2 separate regions of the Rattus norvegicus genome follow, and region 2 is linked to region 1. The links are chromatin contacts, called in public Hi-C maps. All regions are on one chromosome and are shown on one strand. Each heading gives the region's core, a stretch centred on a gene start, on an enhancer-like site or on the middle of the called end of the contact. The rest is flanking DNA. Distances are from core to core; before and after follow the strand shown.

What was found. Hi-C and Micro-C count contacts between places; a contact is called where the count stands out from the background.
Region 2: a contact with region 1 is called in a Hi-C map of psoas muscle, with 3 times the contacts expected there. The contact joins the promoter of Cap2 here to the enhancer-like site in region 1. A contact is called at or near these places in 2 of 12 Hi-C or Micro-C datasets (prefrontal cortex and psoas muscle) and 1 of 1 datasets of contacts at active chromatin or transcription factors (oligodendrocytes).

The regions. Positions count from the first base shown.
Region 1 is chr17:18,264,983-18,269,095 of GRCr8, reverse strand. Cap2 (cyclase associated actin cytoskeleton regulatory protein 2) reads left to right here. Exons shown (of 13, transcript NM_053874.1): 12 at 2,884-3,024. Among named protein-coding and RNA genes, the nearest start is that of Fam8a1, 25 kb to the right of the region's middle. Within about 2 kb of position 1,740, at least 3 of the 93 cell types and tissues checked have an H3K27ac peak or open chromatin away from gene starts, as enhancers often do.
Region 2 is chr17:18,407,128-18,411,240 of GRCr8, reverse strand. Cap2 (cyclase associated actin cytoskeleton regulatory protein 2) reads left to right here and starts at 1,678. Exons shown (of 13, transcript NM_053874.1): 1 at 1,678-1,723. It overlaps LOC120097855 (a long non-coding RNA gene), which reads right to left and starts at 2,287. Exons shown (of 2, transcript XR_010059109.1): 1 at 2,153-2,287.

The DNA of each region.
Region 1 (4,113 bases), core at 491-2,990:
ATGGTGCTATAGGAGAGATCCATTTATTAAAAAACATAGAGCGTGCATGCATACCAATTTACACATGAAACCCACTTATGTGGAGTCAGGGTGTTCTCCTGGGCACTTCACCCAATAGACAGATCATAAGCAAACAAACAAAAAAGAAACAATTGTTTTTTTAAATAACAACAAAAAGCCAGGAGAGTAGTTACATACAGGGAGGAGAGAAGTAGGGGGAAGAGAGGGAAAGTGGAGTAGACGACGACAGTATCCAGGGGACGTCCGTGATCGTGGGAGATTTTAGTTCTTGGGAGTCGGGGGTTGGGGGGCGACAGTAGTTGAGTGTGTGCTGCACACCTGTGACCCCAGTACTTGGGAGGACTCCATGCCGTTAGAGGCCGGTTTGATCTGTAGAGCAAGCTCCATCCAGGCTAACCCAATCTCAAAACCAACCTAACACACACAGTAAAGCCCGGTGTAACACCCCTGACGAAAGCACTTAGGAGGTAGAGACAAGAGAAGGAACAGCAATTCAAAGCCATCTTTGGTCCCAAAGTGAGTCCAAGGCCAACCTAGGCTACATGACACCCTGTTGGGAGGGAGGGAGGGAGGGAGGGAGGGAGGGAGGGAGGGAAACATTCAAACACACCAAAAGGGAATGTGGGAGAATGTAGCACTGATAAAGTTGTTGTAGAGCGTATATGTATCTATTACTCTTTGCATGTTTCCATGCCGGAAATAGCTTGTTACATTTTTAAGGATATGAACTGTGCACTTTGAACAGTTACTTTGGGAAGGGTGAACCATTGGTTGTCTGTGGTAGGAGATGGAAGGAGCAATTGTCTCCGAGACAAGAGAAACAGCTGATAGGACACTTAGTGAATTTCTGGATGCTCAAACCAAGAGAGTGTCATTACCTAGTTAAAGTGCCTAGTAAATTGTCTGAAAAGGGCCTGGGCACAACTGAAGCAGAAATCACTTACCTGCCTGGGGCTGAGATGGGGATCAACTGTAAGTGGCCATTAGGGATATTTTTAGAATGGTGGAACGATTCTAAAACTGGCTTGTAGTCCCAATTGCACAACTCTGTACATTTATGAATAGCATCCAGTTGTACACTTAAAAATGGGTGGTTCGTATAATTTCAGATTTTGCAACACTAATGTTATTTAAAGAAAAGGGAGGAAAAAAAAAGCTAAAGTTCATATAATTTGGCCTGGCAATCTTTTTTTTTGCAAAAATGTTCTAGGAAAACATACAGATTGGGAAAGAGACAACCACCGTCAGGGAAAATTTTTTTTTAATTATTACTGAGTAATAATATTCATAAGCCAACTCTCCAGGAGTCACTGGTAGCTCCTACTTTCCTTAGCTTGGCCGGAGATATCCGTGGGCTTCAGGCTGGCACACAGATGCTTTCATCCTCGTATCATAAAGAAATCTAGAAGTCAGGAAAACATGATTAGGCACATTTTTAAAACAGACACACACACATACATGCATGCACACAGAGACACAGAGATACAGTCTCATTCTCTCTATCTCTCTGTCTCTCTCACACACATACACATAGAGACAGAGAGAGACAGACAGAGAGAGACAGACAGAGAGAGAGAGACAGACAGACAGACAGACCTGCATATATACTATATTATCTCAAGCAGAGCCTTGCCTGTACTTGCCTGACCTTGAATGACCCAGCTGGACCGTTCTCTTGATTTGGGCTTCAATTCCAACTCAGTATCCAGTTTCTGTGGAGCAAGAGGAGGAGAAGCCAGATGACTGGCTAGACGCCCCACAAGGAATTCTTCAGGGCACCTGGGCCACAGACAGAATGTGTTCCTTTGGTTTGCAAACCAGCCTTTTCTTCTGGTTGAAAGGAGAGATGTCTTTATTGCTTCAATTACCATTACAAGAAGGAAACTTCTAGAGTTGTAATGAAGTCTTTGGGAGAATGGTATATCCCTGTGGGCATTGTGGGAAGGTTTGAAAATGGATTGTTAGAAGAGAAACTTAAAACTCATCTGAATTTTTTACTGGACTCAGATACTTGTGAACCTTACAAAGCACTGCCTCCTCTTGCTCGAGGGTCCCGATTATCTGGGTGAATGTCCTCAGTTTGAGCTCCTGAAATGAGTGCATTTTGAGATGCCTGGACCCCTATCTCAGTTGAACTTCACCTTTAGCCCTCAGACTCTTATCCGGCCAGTGACTTACATGAGAAGAATTGGAGTATTTCTTACTTATTCTGAAGTTTGGGAACAGTCTACCTGGCTTCTATTTGAAATTAATCTTATTGTTTGCCGTCTGTATGGATATTTGTTTTAGCCCCAGTCTCAGAGATAACTGTCAAAACTTAAATTTTAAGCAAATGAGTCCTGTTTCTCTTATCACGGAATCAGATAGGCGTTTCGGATTCGCTAGCGGGTTGTGGGGCTTTTCTGAACATTTTAGCTGCTGCCTCCAAATTAATCCCTTAATTTCACCTCAAGAAAGAGAAACGCTGCCTGTTTGGGATTCTCCCATGTATAGTCATTTCACTCTGTCCTCAGATGACACTTACACACACACACGGACACACACACACACACACGGACATGGACACGGACACGGACATGGTCACATACATACAAACACACACACACAGAGCGGGAGAGAGACATACAGAGACAAACAGAAACAGACACACACATATAGACAGAGACAGGAGAGGGAGAGAGAGGGAGACAAGAGACAGACAGACAGACAGACAGACAGACAGACAGACAGACAGACAGAGAGCAGAGAGTACATACTGCCCCCATGAGTCCTAATCATAAACTCAGGAGGAACTCTGGAGAGTACCTGCTTGGGCACATGGTCATTTTTATTTCTTTGCTTTGGTCCCATTTTTTCCCTTAGGTAATGGGGAGAGTGCCAACAATCTCCATTAATAAGACAGAAGGATGCCACCTGTACCTCAGTAAAGATGCGCTAGACTGTGAGATCGTGAGCGCCAAGTCGTCCGAGATGAATGTCCTGGTCCCTCAGGGTGACGATTATGTAAGTACCTTCCAAAACCCTGCCCAGAAAGGCTTTTGTGGCATGTTCATGTTAGTGTTCTTGGAGAGGGGGCTCATCACTACCATCTCATGAGCTTCCGTTGAAGACAGCAGAACAGGCAGGTGAGTGAGGAAGCCAAAAAATATTCTAATGCTCCTCTTAACATAAGGGTCTACTAGGAAGCTCAACAGAAAGGGCTCAAAACTCTAGAAAAACCTAAGGTTGGGTTCAAGAGCCTCAAAATGGGGCCCAGAATCCGGGTTCTTTGTATGTGCAGTATACATTCATGTCATGACACATGTGGGGGTCAGAGGAAAACCTCAGGTAGTCCTTGCCTTCCTCCAATCTTTTTGAGACAGGGTTTCTTGTTCACCACTCTCTAAGCGTCTGGGGGTTATTCTTTCCTCCCTCCATCTTATCCTAGAAGGGTCGAGACTGCAGGCATGGTTTATGTTTGGGTTTTAGGGGATTCAAACTCAGGCCCTCCTGCTTAGACAGACAAGCACCTTACCCACCGAGCCATCTCCCCAGCCCCAGAATCTTGATTCTTAGCAGGCTCCCAAGTAAGTCCTCCAACCATCGGCCCACTGAACTCTCCATTTAGAAATACTAGCCCAAGTCATTCAGCCAGAACTTCATTTCTTTACGTCCTCTCCCCAGCGAAGCAGTTTCTAGAAGGACCCCATTAGACGTCCACCCATGTCAACGTTGAGTAAGGTTGAGTTAATCTCCTCTCTTAGATTCTGAAGTACAGCAGATCTGCCCATCCTTACTACGTGGAAACGAACACGTAGAGAATTCGAAGTTTAACTGGGCAGGCAGGACAGGAGAAGGCAGCAAACAAGAGAGTCAGCAAGTTGCTTTCAAGAGAAGGGCCACATCGGCTTGGAGGGCGGCTTACCAGCTGTCCACAGGCTGCAGTCAGCAGACAGGTTGACTTCCGTAAGCAGAGATTATCCATTTACCTCAGGACTTCCTTTGGCTCTACCCTCACGTACCACACACTGCAGCCTAGAATTCCTCATCTAAGTTTAAAGCACAATACTGTGCAGACAGTGAGTCATAGTGGAGATGCCAACCGTACTTGAA
Region 2 (4,113 bases), core at 429-2,928, 140 kb before region 1:
CTTACACATCTTCAGATCTTGGTATCTGCAGCAGGCCCTGGGACCAGTTCCCCAGACATAGGAGGACAGCTGGACTAAGGAAGAAGAAGCGTTCTGTGGTAACTGTGGAAGTTGGAGCATCACAGGTCTGATGCCTGCCTGTAATCTCAGCATTTAGGAGGTGGAAGCAGGAGGATTGCCCGTTGAGTTTAGGGACTGGGTCTTATGCCAGTCTGGCCTATATCCTTGTCTCAGAAACCCAGTCTATCTGTGTGTGTTCATTCAAAGCACGTGCGTCAGAATGAATAATAAACAGGCTTCCCTTTACTCCAGACAAAAGAGAGTGAAGAGGTGCCCGCCAGGAATGGCTTCCCAGTTGTGAGCTTTTAATAACACACAGAGCTGAGTTAAGCATGATATTTTTTTTAACCTTGACAGATGTGGTAGTTTGAATGTAATTGGCTCATAGGCCTATAGGGAGTGGCACTTTTAGGAGGTGTGGCCTTGCTGACGGAAGTGAGTCACTGCAGAGGTTGGCTCTGAGGTGTCATATGGTCAAGCTATGCCCAGTGTGGTAGACAGTCTGCCTGGAGGTCAAGATGCTTCTCCAGCACCCTGCCTGCCTGCATGCCACCAGGCTTCCAGCCATGAGGAAAATGAACTGAACCTCTGAACTGATACCCAGCCCCAGTGAAATGTTTCCTTTTTTAAGAGTCGTTATGGTCATGGTGTCTGTTCACAGCAATAAAACCCTAACTAAGACAACAGGGAACACTGGCTTTACCAGAATCCCCTTTACCACACTATTTTGAGAGGTTTTGCTTTTAGTATATGTGTAGGGCCAAGCATGGTGGTGCACATCATTAATCCCAGCACTCTAGAGACAGAGGCAGAAGGATGCCTGTGAGTTCAAGAACAGCCTGGTCTACATAACAAGTCCCACGGCAGCTAGGGACACGTACTTAAAACTTAAACAAAAGAACATAAGCTATTACATTTCTCTTCCCCACCCCCTCCGTTTCATTTGCTGTTTCCCCTGGCATTCATTCACTGAAGAACTTCATGTCCAGTATTCCAGACTCCAAGGAAAATCGAAAATCAATCCTCTCTAATTACACTAACCAGAGAGAAGCGCTCCATGCATACAGAAGAAGGGGCAGTGTCTACAAGTAAACAGTTGATTAAGTAGGTTGGCCATGGTTCTGTTCGTTTCTAAATAATCAGATGACTTTTTAAAGTTTCTGTATATAAATTACTTGCCCCCGATTTACAACGCATCTGCACCCCTTTATCCTTTTGAGTTGGAGGGCATTCAAGTTGGGCCTCATTATCCCTCTTTTTGTGTGGGTCACTGTGCATCTCTACCCACTCCTAAGCCCTGTCAGGGGCTGCCAGACCTTTTCAGAACTCTTTGCAAACCTGCAGGAGGAGGTGAAGGCATTTCCTGCTTGCACCAGCGATCGCCTCTGCCCTCCTATCTCTCTTCTCCCACGGCCCATCTGTGCCTCCTCTCTGATCCCTTCCTAGCCACCCCCGCCCTCGGCTGGGTGCTCCCGGCCCCTCCCGTGCGCGTCTGTATTTGGAGCTGCCGGAAGCCGCGGGCGACTCTCCCCGCGAGCAGCGTGACCGACTCGGGCTCCCGTGCAGGGGGGAGGCGGAGGCAGCACAGGGCCTGCGGGAGGAGGGCGCGAGTGGCCGGAGCTGGCTTTGCATCACCGAAGCTGGGACCTGGGCTGTACAGCAGGTCAGGCTGGAGCGCGGAGGGGCGGGGAGAATGGGGGGGCTTGCCTGGGCGCCGGGCACCCCGAGGCTGTCGCTCGCAAGTTGCGTGCCCCGGGTAGAGTGGGTGATGGCCAGGACGCGGGGAAGAAAGGCGAAGCGGACTCAGGGATCTAAGGCCACCCAGATTCGAGGACAAGGGAAGTGAGGACCTGGGATGCGGGGATCCGGGCGCTGGGGCAGTGCTCATCTGGGTCAGCGCAGCTCAGCGCTCCAGCTGCTCGCCGGGCGCTGAGGACCTCGGGTTTGGGACTGGAGGGCCACCCGTGGCCTGCCCGGCCGACAGCCACCGCATCCTAGGCTGGTCTAACTTCGAGGGGTCTCCACTGCTCTGTTCTGAGCCTCCCAAGGGTTCCAGGGTGGGGGTCATTGAAATGGCTCTTGCCAATGCTACCTCAATCCGAAGGTGCTGGAAGGAGAGGAAGGGACCTGGCTTCTGAGCAGAATCTGACTTGAGGCTATGAGTCACTTCTAAAAAATGCGAACGCAACTGATGCTTTGAAGGGACTGCTCTGAAAATGGTACCCCGCGGCGGCTCTCTGACTGCCCCATAGGGGCTTGTTTGTGACATCAGCAGTCTTGTCGTCATCTTCAGGCTGATGGTCCGCCATGCACGTGAGAATGTTTATTCTCATCAACACCACAAAGAGGCTGTGCATTTTAGCCATGTCGGAATCCAGGCGTTCTTTATGTGAGTTTGTGCTTTTAGGACGTGTATTCAGAATTAGGTCTAAACAGTTTACCAAGTGGAGGTGAACTTTGTGCAGCCAAGACTTGGGGCTTTGCCTACATTGTCAGGAAAAGGTAGAATCCCCCTGGCCCCCAACCCCTAAAAGTTAGTTTATCAGAATTGCTTGCAAAGAGAGCACTGCCTGTTCCTTTGGCTGCTTGGTTTGTTGGTAGGCAGAGCCTCACCGTGGAACTCAAAGCTGAGATAACAGGTATGGCTCCTTTGCTTCTTCGAGGCAATCTTACCCTGTACCTAGGCTGGCCAGCAACTCACCATTAGCCCAGGCTAACTTCAAACTCACAATCCTCCAGCTTCGGTTTTCTGAGCGCTGGATTACTGGTAGGCACCTCCACATCTAATGAAGGTGTCTCAGAAGTCTTGCTGACGTAGCTGGGACCACTTTGTAGAAGGTAACAGTGGTGTCTCATGCTTGGAGTGATTTCGATTTGCTGGGGTTTAGTTAGAAGGCAAGCCTGCTGAGGGCAGGGAGGGGGTTGGGTAGTTCAGATAGCTCTGTGTAACCATTTGGGACTGAAAACAGATACAGAAAGCTGGTGGAAATAATTAAACCAATAATTTGCAGCTAGAACACGCTATCTGGACAAGACTGCAGCACCCCCCCCCTTTTTTTTGTTCAAGAAAAGACTTACTTCTCCACGAATCCTCAAATCTGAAAACTCCTTAATAAAGTTAAGATCAAAGGGAGACTCAGGGATGAAAAGAGGAAAAGGAAGCTGACTGTGAGAAATGACAGTGACCAACCAGGTTTTCGAGCAGAAAGTAAGATTTTCCACAAGATGTAGTTTAGCTTGTGGGTGTGACAGAGTGTGGGGTCCCCTAACTTCCTGGCTAAAGAGCTAGGTGGTAAACAAGAGACTTTGAAGCCCTCAGGATTGGCTTAGTAACCACTCAGCTTGGCTGTTGAAAATCAAAAGGGGCTGAGGAGAACATGGAGAGGAAAGGCACCAGCAAGTTTAATAGTGTTAACAGATATGAAATTTGAAATTTAGTTCATTTTCACTTGTAGCGATTTTTCTCCTCTAACACACACACACACATCACAAACACATACTCACAGGCATCAACCACGCACATACACACACAAACACAGGCATGCACACATTTAGTTTAGAGGAAGAAAATTGAAGGAAACAGAAAAGGAATGGTTCTGGGTTTTTGTTTGATTTTTTTCCCCCACCTTCCCACCTCGGGCTAGCGTCTCCGATGGCTAGATTCTCCAACTGCCCGAATTATGCCCAGAAATTAAATACTCACAAGAACAACCTTAACTTACTTTGGACACAATGGTGTTTCATTTTGTTTTGAATATCTCCTAACATATATCTTTATAACGAGGCTTAGTTTTAGTCGTAATTCACCAATTTTGTACTTACGCATCAGGATATGCCGAGCCTAGATGAGTTACGGACATCATATTCAAGGGGGACAACTGTGAACTTACTGTCAAGTGTAGACGAAGGCTTGAGAACAAAAGGCTTGTGAAAAGGTAACTCTCAAAGTATAATATGTGTGTGTGTGTGTGTGTGTGTGTATGATATATGTGATAAGATATTCAGATCCATAATATATAAACATCCATTCTAATTTGCTAATAAAAAGATGGT